Linked DNA regions of Mus musculus: regions 1, 3 and 4 are each linked to region 2. The links are chromatin contacts, called in public HiChIP or PLAC-seq maps. All regions are on one chromosome and are shown on one strand. The core of a region is the stretch at or near the end of the contact, and the rest is flanking DNA. Distances in the headings are between cores, read along the strand shown.

What was found. HiChIP or PLAC-seq counts read pairs in DNA pulled down with a chosen protein or histone mark.
Region 1: an H3K27ac HiChIP or PLAC-seq map of acute myeloid leukemia shows a contact between it and region 2, with 6 times the contacts expected there. The contact joins the enhancer-like site here to the promoter of Chd7 in region 2. A contact is called at or near these places in 19 of 39 promoter capture datasets (the 3T3-L1 cell line, the C10 cell line, the HPC-7 cell line and 11 more), 12 of 484 Hi-C or Micro-C datasets (ECoMG myeloid progenitors, bone marrow-derived dendritic cells, bone marrow-derived macrophages and 8 more), 26 of 115 datasets of contacts at active chromatin or transcription factors (the 230-238 cell line, the HPC-7 cell line, T-cell acute lymphoblastic leukemia and 19 more) and 2 of 9 other capture datasets (embryonic stem cells and liver).
Region 3: an H3K4me3 HiChIP or PLAC-seq map of stem cell-derived neural progenitor cells shows a contact between it and region 2, with 29 read pairs. The contact joins the enhancer-like site here to the promoter of Chd7 in region 2. A contact is called at or near these places in 13 of 39 promoter capture datasets (3T3-L1-derived adipocytes, the C10 cell line, the HPC-7 cell line and 9 more), 1 of 15 datasets of contacts at CTCF or cohesin (large pre-B cells), 2 of 484 Hi-C or Micro-C datasets (bone marrow-derived macrophages and cranial neural crest), 23 of 115 datasets of contacts at active chromatin or transcription factors (the 230-238 cell line, T-cell acute lymphoblastic leukemia, bone marrow-derived macrophages and 16 more) and 3 of 9 other capture datasets (adipose tissue, embryonic stem cells and liver).
Region 4: a contact with region 2 is called in an H3K4me3 HiChIP or PLAC-seq map of neural tube, with 5 times the contacts expected there. The contact joins the enhancer-like site here to the promoter of Chd7 in region 2. A contact is called at or near these places in 5 of 39 promoter capture datasets (the C10 cell line, the SN4741 cell line, cranial neural crest and 2 more), 1 of 484 Hi-C or Micro-C datasets (bone marrow-derived macrophages), 13 of 115 datasets of contacts at active chromatin or transcription factors (a beta-TC-6 cell line, bone marrow-derived macrophages, craniofacial prominence and 10 more) and 2 of 9 other capture datasets (embryonic stem cells and liver).

What each region holds. Positions count from the first base shown.
Region 1 is chr4:9,114,310-9,117,009 of GRCm38.p6, reverse strand. No RefSeq gene overlaps it. Among named protein-coding and RNA genes, the nearest start is that of Gm50597, 5.9 kb to the left of the region's middle. Within about 2 kb of position 1,434, at least 65 of the 459 cell types and tissues checked have an H3K27ac peak or open chromatin away from gene starts, as enhancers often do. A contact at or near this core is called in the HPC-7 cell line, T-cell acute lymphoblastic leukemia, acute myeloid leukemia and 8 more, where this site is marked.
Region 2 is chr4:8,689,039-8,691,738 of GRCm38.p6, reverse strand. It overlaps Chd7 (chromodomain helicase DNA binding protein 7), which reads right to left and starts at 1,333. Exons shown (of 38, transcript NM_001277149.1): 1 at 964-1,333.
Region 3 is chr4:9,065,191-9,067,890 of GRCm38.p6, reverse strand. No RefSeq gene overlaps it. Among named protein-coding and RNA genes, the nearest start is that of Gm50597, 55 kb to the left of the region's middle. Within about 2 kb of position 1,445, at least 56 of the 459 cell types and tissues checked have an H3K27ac peak or open chromatin away from gene starts, as enhancers often do. A contact at or near this core is called in effector CD8 T cells, regulatory T cells and stem cell-derived neural progenitor cells, where this site is marked.
Region 4 is chr4:8,985,330-8,988,029 of GRCm38.p6, reverse strand. No RefSeq gene overlaps it. Among named protein-coding and RNA genes, the nearest start is that of Gm34428, 22 kb to the left of the region's middle. Within about 2 kb of position 1,424, at least 9 of the 459 cell types and tissues checked have an H3K27ac peak or open chromatin away from gene starts, as enhancers often do. A contact at or near this core is called in neural tube, where this site is marked.

The DNA of each region.
Region 1 (2,700 bases), core at 185-2,684, 430 kb before region 2:
CAATGTGAGAGGAAGTGGGAGGGGATGGGCGGGATTGAATGGAAGACAGGGATACAGTGAAGTAATGTAATTATATTCAAATTAATTTTTTTAATAAAAATGAAACAATAAAAGCCATAATACTCTACAAAGGAATGATAAAATCACCCTGACAGATACTTTGCCAATTTAGGAGTGTAAAAAGATTCTTGTTAAACTAATAATAAGAGACTATTTCCAGTAATTTCAAAACCATAGAAATTCTTTTTTAAAAAACCTAAAATGTAGGGCTGGAGAGACGGCTCAGCAGCTAAGACTACTCTACCAGAGGTCTTGAGTTCAATTCCCAGCAACCACATGGTGGCTTACAACCATCTGTAATGGAATCTGATGTCCCTTTCTAGTGTGTCTGAAAACAGCTGCAGTGTACTCATATACATTAAATAAATAAATAAATAAATAAATAAATAAATAAATAAATCTTTTTTAAAAATTAAAATTTTTTTTTGAAATATTGTTCATTAGAAATGAGAGGTTGAGGAATAATTTAAAGCATCACTATTCATATTTTTTTAGTTTGCCGTAATTAAAAATGTATTTGTTGCAATTTTCTGGTCTTAAAACGTCAATGACTTTTGTTCTGTATCAGGAACAAGAGATTTAAGGAAGTTACAAAATCACTGGTGGAATTAACATTTTCTTTTTCTAGACAAAAAGGTCTGAATTATAAACTTTTTAAAGCATCACGTATCTCTCTGGTTTTTACTAATTTGTAAAAAGCAGACACACTCATAAAACTAGAAGAAACCACAAACGTTAATAGGGAAGACAGTAACGTTTTGGTGCTTCGAACTGTCAGAGTCTTTTTCAGAAAGGGCAACAGATGTGGGGGAGGGGCTGTGGCTTCTCTCAAGAGCCTTCCCTTGATGACTAACACCATCTAATCACGTTCTTTCTGAACTGCCCCTTCCTCTGGTGGGAAAGCCTTATCATGTTCACCGCCTTCTGAGAAGTCATAAGATCAAGCTCTCACGTAGCCTTTCATTTCCTGGTTTGCTGTTCTTTGTTCCTCTTCCCACCCCCCTGTCCCACCCCCACCCGCACCTAAGGTGTCTTTCTGCAGCTCAGGCTGGCCTCAAACTTGCCACAGCCCTCAAGAATCAGACTTCTTACGGTTGGATTTGCAGGTGTGAGTCGGGTCAATAGTTTTTAACTCGCAAGAAATCATAAGTAGGATTCAGGATACAAGGGAGCCGAATGATGAATTTGGAAAGCTGGCCCCTAAGCTGCAGGAAAAAATCAGGCAAGTTCTACTCCCAGCCTGAGCACCTTGAAATAATCTGGTTTTACCACAACTCTGAGGGCCATGAGTACAGGTCTTACTCCCCTGCCGTACCTGTGGCTATGAGTACTTTGTAGATGAGGCCATCATGATGTGCGGCATGTGAGTGGTTTTGAGTGACAGGAACTTATGACAGAGTCCCTGTATTCTTTCCCACAGTCTTTCTGCCTTCCTCTGATCCGTCCTTAGGAGGACACATAGATTAAGAGGACAAACTCAAATTATCTCCCTTTACCTGGGTCATCTCTGAAACTTGATTCAGTCCTACTAGAGCTAGATACTATCAGATGCTGGAACCTGGAAAGGGTCACTGGAGCCTGTCCCTCAGCCGGTGGCACTACTGGAAGGTGGTAGAACTTGTAAGAGTGGAGCTGTGGACCTCTGCTCACTGGGGATTCGAGCCCCTTTCCCTCTCTTGTTGGTCTCTCAGCCATGAGAGGACCCACCTGTGCTTCTGCATATTGGGAAGTCAGGGACTCCAAAGGAGACCAAATGCCAAATGGCCCTAAACTGAAACCTCCAAGCCTGGAATTCAAAATGAGCCTTCCCCTCTATAAGCTCTCTCAAGTGGAAAGGTGACTACCACGCCACTATGACTGGCTTTGCTCTCTTCTGAGGTTTTAGCATTTAACCCAGAGGAGACCTGCGCCAAAGGTTAAGTGCTCACTCCCCATGGGCACGGCAGCATCTTAGTTCCAATTCCTTACCGTTCACTGTATCAGCTATTCCTATTGCTGCTGCATTCCCATGTCTCCATGTCCCCAGCCTTCTTCCAGGAGGCAACTTTTCCAATCTAAGTACACTCCATATATTTGTGTGCTTTTATTTCACTATAAAGCTCAAGAAGTTCCATGCTACGCTACCTTAAACAACATAAGCACAGAATATACTTCCTGCTGTATCGATGTACGTGAGCGGATGGGTACGGTGTCTGCTGTGATCCGATGCCTCTGCACGCAGTTTGCTTTGACATGACAGCAAACATGCTTTGAATGCTCCCGTCCTTCTTTGATCTCACAGGCCACAGTGCCTGCTCATTCGGACTCTGACTCCTCCATGGACGCCAGGAAGCCTTTGTGAGAGCTTTATTTCCCAGACTGGTTGCATATATGTTTAAGTGTCACAAGTTTCGATGATTTTTATGAGACATAGTCCAACACATGCATGAATGTACACATACACAGAGGCACACATACCTGTACACACAAGCATGGATGCACATAGTAAGTCCAACTGTCAAGATGATAAGAACTATCATTTTTGTCCTTACCAGGTACCAGACATTGTACTAATTATTTTCCATAGGACATCTCATTTTGCTTAGCCATGTTGGAAAGAGACACCTAGCAGCCTGTCAGCTTCATTTCGCTCATGAGAAC
Region 2 (2,700 bases), core at 84-2,583:
GGGACGCGAGTTGGGATCGCGGATTAAAGTCGCTATTATGCCGCCGCTGGCGGCCCGGCCAGCTCGGCAAGGTGGGGTCCCCCGGTCGCCCGCCCGCACTCGCCCCAGCCCGGCTCCCTTTCTTCTCGTCCTCGCGCACTTGGGAGCTGCCGGGGAGCCCCAGGAACCCCTAGCTGCGGGCTCGGAACTCTGCGACCGCCGCCGCCACCGGCTGGGCTCGGGACGCCCCCCGCGCCGCGTGTTCGCGCCACCCCCGCCCCCGCCCCACGCGGCGCCCCGCGCACTTTCCCTGCCGCCGACCCACCTCGCCCGTGGCCGTCCCCGCACGGGCTAGCGCCGCCGCGCCCGCAGGGACGCACTTTGTTCGCGCCGGTGCGGCCGCCGCTCCCGGCGAGCGCGGCGTGGTCGGGCCGGAGCGGGGGGCGGGGGCGAGGCGGGGGGCGCCGCCGTCCCCGAGCCCCGCGCTCAGCGCCCCGCGCCCGCGCGCCCGCCGCCGCTCGCGCCGGAGTTGGAACCCAACTTTTTCCTCCTTCCCTTTTCTCTCGAACGCAGCCGGCAACTCGTGCTCGGTGCCGGCGGGAGGAAACGCGCTCGCGCTCCCCAGAGCGCAGACACGCTCCCTCCTGTCCCCGTCCCCCCCGACGCCGGCAGCACAACAAAAAGCCATTTACATGCGAGGAAGTGACCCTCGGCCGCCCCGCGCGCCCCCGCCGCCGCCGGCCCCGCGGACGCAGGCAAAAGTTGGGGCGCGGGGCGGCGCTCGGGCCGCGGGTTCGGGCCCCGGCGGCAGCAACGCAGGCGACCGGGCGGGCGGCGCTACGCTCCTGCCGACCGCGGCCCCCGCGCACCTCTCCCCGCGCCCCGCACACGCCCAACTCCCCTCTCGCAACTCCGCGCGGCCGCGGCCCGGCACGGTTTCCTGCCGCCGCCCCTCCCGGGGGCGCCGGGGAAGTCTGCGCTCACCGGCTCGCTCCTTCGCTCGGGCTAGTCAGCCGCCGCGCGCCGTGGGGAACAAAACGCAGAGCGGCTCCGGAGTTGGCTCGGCGGCCGCGGCCGGGGGCTGATCCACGGACGCGGAGTTGGCCGCGCGCGGACGGGGCTCTGGCGAGTTGCGGGGTCTCCGGGTCCCCGGGCCGCCTCCTCCGCGGCGCTCCTTTGTGTAATTCCACTCGATTCAAGTTTAATCCGATAGTTCCCGAGCACGAGCGCGTCCGCACCACCACGGCTCAACCCCCGCGCCGCCGCCGCCACCGCTGCCGCCGCCGCCGCCGCCGCCGCCGCGGCCCCAGCACGCCAGCGCCTGCGCGCGCCCTGCACGCCGCGCGCACGAGCCTCCCGGGCCGCGCGCGCCCGCGGCCGGCTCTCTCCGCGGCGCGCCCGCGCCCGCGCGCCGCCACCTGACGTCAGGCGCGCCTGGCATAATTTATGCAAGAATTCGGCCGGGGTGGCGGAGGCCGCGGAGAGGCCGAGAGAAGGGGGCGGCGCGGCGCGGGCGGCCGCCCCTTCCCGTCCCGCCGGGCGCCGGCGCAGCGGGCGGGTGTCGGTCCCGGTGCGCGGCCGCCGCAGCCTCTCGGGCCGCCTGCTGCCAGCGCTCTCGCGCGGGTGCAGAGGGTGCCACGTTTCCGCGCAGCACCTTCCCGGAGCCGCGGTGCGCCGCCCTGGGGCAGGAAGCGGAGGCCCGGAGCCCGTAGTGACCCCCCGCCACCGCGAGGGGTGGCCAGCCCGGTGCGGACCGAGGAGGCTAGGGGTGTTTGGGTGTCTCTTCTGTAATTATCCTTCAACTTGAGATGATTTTCCCACACGAAATACCTAGGATGGACGCCTTTCCTTTCAAATAGATCCATCCCTGCCTCACCACTTGGCTTTAACTGACGTCCTCGGTGATAGGACAGCGGGATCTGCCACTAAATCAAAAAGTTTTAACTAGAGAGCATTGATTTTAGTTGAATTTGTTAGCATGCCAAAAAACGAAGGGATAGCGCAATGGTTATGAAACAAAGAAATAGGATGTGTGCCCATTTTTAAACGTGTCAGAACTGGAGTGTTTTCATCATTCCTTCGCCAATGTGGCACTAAATATCATCTTCCAGCTTTGAATAGCCGACCTTCTTGCCCATTTCTCTTTCCGGTACAAGATGAATATTAACCTTGAAGACATTTTTTAAATTAGTTTCCCTCTTGTGTAATAGATATTTAAACATTTACTAAGCATCTTTTGTGTGTGAAACACGGAGCAGATTTATAAACGGTCAACAATTGTAAACTCCAGTATGGTTTTATTAGGCTAAAGACTGCACTCACTTATAAATAAGGAAGGAGGTTATACAGCCAGCTATGACAGCTGTGTAAGTGCTATTGAACTCAAAAATCGTAGAGAAAAGGCAAAGCATGCTAATCTGGCCCACTGATGGTTGTACTACTACTGAGCTTAGAATCACACAGTTTTATATGGACAAATGACTTGCCAAAACTGCTTCATTTATACTGCAGCTTAATCAGTTAGACATCTATCTCCTAATAGAAATAGTTTTACTCTTTTTTTTAAAAAATTTTTTTACAATTGTTGCTTATTTAAGTGCATTGATTCTGGTTTTCTTTCGCCATAAGTTGGATTTCTAAAAGAAACATAGTCATCAAATAGTTTACAGATAATCAGAAGAAAACATTAACACTACAGGGAAAAAAATGTGACATTGAAAA
Region 3 (2,700 bases), core at 196-2,695, 380 kb before region 2:
AATAAGTGACCTGGTCACAAACATTGATTTAGAAGGACAAATGGACAAAGAACATGACCAGATGCAAGGATATGATAAGTCACTTCTTTAGGTCTGGGGATCAAAATGCCATTAAAATACTATTAGTCTTCCTGAGTTTCAAGGTTTTCTCTTTCTTTCTTTCTTTCTTTCTTTCTTTCTTTCTTTCTTTCTTTCTTTCTTTCTTTCTTTCTTTCTTTCTTTCGTTCAGCTTTCTTTTTTTCTTTCTCTCTTTCTTTCTTCCTTCCTTCCTTCCTTTCTTCCTTTCTTCCTTTCTTTCTTTCTTCTTTCGTGTGTGTGTGTGTGTGTGTGTGTGTGTGTGTGTGTGTGCTATGTGCATGCTGTGACTTTATGCACTGGTGCCTCACTCAGTGGGAAGCTCACTGTTTCTGCTAGACTGGCTCACCACTGAGTACCTGGTACACACATGTCTCCATCATCTTTAATTGAGAGGTTACTAGCATGTTCTAGATTTTCATGGTCAGAGTCCTCCTAGTTGTCATGGAGTGGCATTAAACTGTCTCCACACCTAGCCCCAGGGGAATGCTTGTAACCCAGGTCTCAGTCATCCTCATAAACCATAAAGAACAGAGGCCACAACAGTGAGACTCGGGAACATTCTCTACTACATGATCTAAGAAGAGGCAACTGAGACTAAACATAAGACAATGCCCTGGTTCTCCGGAGGCTCTTTTGGTGCACATAAGATTTCATGCTGAAGTCAACACAATCGAAGGCTTTGACACAACACAAAAATGACCAGGTGGTACTGATATGCAGAGCCTGAATGGTGGTGTGCCAGAGCTAACCTACTCCTCTCAGCTTCTGTGAGTCAATAAATCCTTTTTGTGACTAAGCCAGTTTGGGTTGGGTTTTTTTTTTCCCCCTGTGTTTGCAACTAAATAATCCCAACAGACATCCATCAAAGTACCCTTCCCCAATGGGAGCCTCACACTTTGATTCTGTAAAAAAGATAACTGGTTTCTTTAGCCAGCTCCACTGTGAACGAACCAGGCATGTTAGAGAGTACTGTGTGGGTAAGGGATGCTATCTTTCCTTTGGGGGTGCCTGCGGTTCACATTTCTGAATGGGCCAGAAACGCCTATAAATTTCACCTGTTGACATATTTTCTTTGCAAGCATTTGTACTACTTCAAGGGAAGGAACCGGAAAGAGAGGTGGAGAAGGGAAGGCATGAGACAGAATATTAGTGACTATGCAGGAAGCAATATAGGTGGTGGCCTTTTAGCAAAGGCCTGGCATGTGGGCACATGTGGTGTGACTTCTCAGTAGAGGAACTAATCTGGCAGCGTTATCTGATCTGGAACGGAAAGAAAAAAAAGAAGCCTTCTCTCTTCTGTGCCCTTGTTTGCTGTGACTGAAAGTGTTTTGGTGTGAGGATGGCACTGGAGTGTTCACAATTGAGCCCTGACGACAGGCTGGGCTCAGTGGGAAATTGGAGTGTTTTCCAGTTGCCAACAGTCAGTTCATGAAAGTGGCCTTTTGTTTCGTGAAATCCAGGGCAGGCTTTTGACTGAAAACTCAAGTGAAGCATGCTGAAGCTTCAAGCTGAAGAGGTAGGGAGTTTCTCAAGCCTTTCTGAGCCATAGAGATTCCCTTGCCATCACGTCCAGGCAGAGGAGGCTGTAGAAGCAGACTTGAACAGGGTCTGTGGACCTGAGAGTTTACTAATCAACTGGTTCAAAGATTGCCTCCTGCTATTACCTGGCTTTGAGCCCTTGGATACAAGAGTTGATCTCTTTGAATTCGTGCCCTCATCTGTACATCTGTTCTTGATATTAGTAATTAGTCACATTATACTGACTAGTAGAACCCATGGTACATAACAACAAATCAAATCAGATAGTTCCCTGACACATGATTTACTTCGTACAGCTTTGGTGACCCACAGTCAACAGCAGTCAGGGAAGATTCTATAGAGATTTCAGGAACACACAGCTCCTAAGATGAATGGCACATTGTTCTGAGAAGGAGGGGGTAGCCCACAGTGCCCTGCTCCTTTCTGCTCAAGCCTGAGTCCACCCTCTGTATAGCATGTGTACACTCTATGCTCTCTGAGTCCCTTAGTCTCCCATGAGACATCTCAGCCTTCAGATAGACTACAATGATATTGAAATTCTCAAATTTAAGTAACCTTTATTTTTCTTACAAATGACCCCAATGTAAAAAAGTTCTGATGCTGGCAACTTAAGCATAGCATGCTTTTATCGTTATTCAGCCTTCCTCTGAATTTTGTAGCTAGTCTCCAACTGTGGCTGGTGTAACTTCATCTTACATGCATGCACGTGTGGCACATATATACATGTTTGCATGTGTGTGTATGTGTGTGAGAATGAGTGTGGCTCAATATGATCATCAGACATGCATGGGGTCTTGGGTTGTGTTACACATGGATACACAGACCTGCTGATGCAAATTAACAGTGACAGAATGTCACTCACCTGTGGAGATATATGCCAACCCACTTGGGAGACTAAGGGACTCAGAAGGCATAGAGTGTACACATGCTGTACAGAGAGAGAGTGGACTCATGCCTGAGCAGAAAGGAGCAGTGCACTATGGGCTACCCCCTCCTTCTCAGAACAGTGTGTAATTTCATCTTAGGATCAGTGTGTTCCTAAAATCTCCATAGAATCTTCCCTGACTGCTGTTGACTGTGGGT
Region 4 (2,700 bases), core at 175-2,674, 300 kb before region 2:
AAACAATACCACTGTGCAAACAATGCTCTGCCTGCATGAGTCAGAGTGAAGTCTGCCTCAAATGTTGGCACACACGTGACATATTAATTAAAACAACACGCATGATAAATAACATTGAGACCCAAAGCACAGAACGCCTCTAAAATCACAGTCGGTAATTATGCCTGCGGCTGCTAAATCACTCTTAGAATGCCAGTGTCACTTATATGACAAAATTAGTCTCTGGGCCATGACCTTGAGGGGTCATCTGGTGGCACATCCCCCTGTGAGCTGAACAATGTCTAAATGCCAGAGGAAGAGCATTCATCTAATGCTTAAGTCCCGAGGGGAGGAATTCCTTAGGAGAGCTGAATGGTTTAATTTAATAATTATTTGAGTTCCAGCTTTTGTACACTTTCAGCTCTGCCCTGAGAGCAAAGGGTTAGGGGAATGGGAGGAGATACAGTGTGTGGCTTCTAGGAGCACTAGTAACTTGCTTTTGGTGAATGCCTGTTTCAGGCAAGAAGTCCTTTGGTATGGCTCACTTAACTCTTCCAAGATGCTATCAAAAACATATCAGCACTTAGTTAACCTTGCCTGGGGACCACACAGGATCTCTGTGTTAAGGGTCTGGGGACTGAGGACAGTGCTGCCAGTGTGAATGGGGGTCCTTTAGCACAGTATTGCCATATACTGCTGTGAGGATGTCCATCTACTCTGAATTTCTAACTATTCACAAATTTTAACAAATTTGATATTTACTAGCTCCGTTAGTACCAAAAAGACCTGGGAAAGGAAGAGACCCCATTACCTTGCTTCCAAAGTCATTTCCCATTTGTGGTTCAGTCAACATATCAGCAGCTCGTTAAGTGTATTTAATTTCATTCCCTCAACATTAACCCATGTACCACACCAGTGGCCACAACTTTGGTGTCCCAGCTCCTAAATTCTATTAGTGTTCAGAAAGGCTCTTGGTTTCCACATAATGTTCCATCAGTGCAGAGAAATTAATTAAATTAAAATTATTTTTATTGTGATTTAATTAGCTTGATTTAATTACTTTGTTCACTGACTGAGCACTCTGTGGTTACTGCCAGACCCTCAGTGTCGTTCGTGGCATGAATGTTCCCAGAGAATTACACATTTTCTCTGTTCAGCCACTGGAGCAGGCTGGCGGAGTTTGCCAGAAACTCACGATTTATCACAATCAGCATCATCACAAATTATAGGAAGCATCCAGCAATATGATAGCTTCTAAATGAAGTGTCTGAGAGCAGGTCACACCGCCGTCCTACCCTGTTAATCCGTCATATTTCATAGTCAAGCTGACACCCTGTCCAATTTGCCGGGTTTGCCTTATTGCTTGGTGCCTTGCAGAGTGGCTGCACGGGAGAGCCCACATCTGTCCAGGAGGCATTCCTCAGTGATGCCCTCGCTGTCCAGCCCTCCTCTGGCTCTCTGCAGACCCCTGGCAAGCAGGCATTCCTTTGCCTGAAGTTCATGACCTAAGTAGTTTTCTCCTATTACAATGTAGACAATAAAGCACAGAGAGGTCCCCGGGACTCAGTAACCAGAATTACAAAACTTTACAATTGTGCTGGAGTCAGTGTAAAAATCTTGGAATGTCCTATCCTCGTGACTATTTCAGAGCGTGGTGAGGCTCAGATCCCACAGTGGATGATACTCTGTCTCTGCCCTTTCTCCTGAAGCCCCCCCCCACTGCCGGTGTGTTGATTCAAGCAGAGCCACAGCAGCCAGTCATTCAATACCCTTATGTCTTTCAAAAATAAAATAATTCTAACTTGCCTGTATTTGAAATGCATCATTCCGGTTAATGTGTTCAGAACGGCGCTTCTCTGTGTTCTTACGTTCTGGTAACTGCATTTTAATGTATTTGGCATGCTGCATAATTCTCTGTGTTTTATTTTATAATTTAAAACCACTTTATCTGAGCAGGGATCCTTTGACTTTTCCAGACAGCTAAATGCTAGAGCACAGGATTGTTTTTAAATCATTGTATTGGTGGCTGTTAGGGCAAGCAGCTCAATCGAACAGCAGAAACTCATCTCGGCACAGTTCTGAAGCCAGAGGCTCAGTATCAACATCACTCTGCCAAAGCCAAGTACCACACCTCCAGGGTCTCTGGAAGAAACAGTGCCCTCTCTTTCTTGTAGTCATGTACCTGTGCTTGTGGCCCCTTCACACCAACATCTGTCTGTTTCTCCTCATGGGTCCCAGTTTCTCTCTGTGTCACTCACCTTCTTTTGCTTCTCATTTATAACGATGGTGTGTCTGTCTGTCTGTCTATGTGTCTCTGTGTGTGTCTGTATATGTGCCTCTGTGTGTATGTGTCTGTGTGTCTGTGTGTGTATGTATGTGTGTATGTCTGTGTGAATGTCTGTGTGTGTGTCTAGGTCTGTTTGTGTGTGTATGCCTGTGTGTGTCTATGTCTCTGTGTGTCTCTATGTGTGTGTATGTCTGTGTGTGTGTGTTTCTGTGTCTGTGTGTGTGTGTTTCTCTGTGTGTGTGTGTCTCTGTCTGTCTGTCTCTCTCTCTCTCTCTCTCTCTCTCTCCCTCTCTCTCTCTGTGTATTTGTGCTCCAGTGTGCGCATGTGAAGGACATAACACGGCCTGTTCACATGAGGCAATTGTTCTACTGATGTACTTCGTCCCCGGTCTATAATGGTACTTTATCTGATGATATCTGGGCTGGGGCCCATC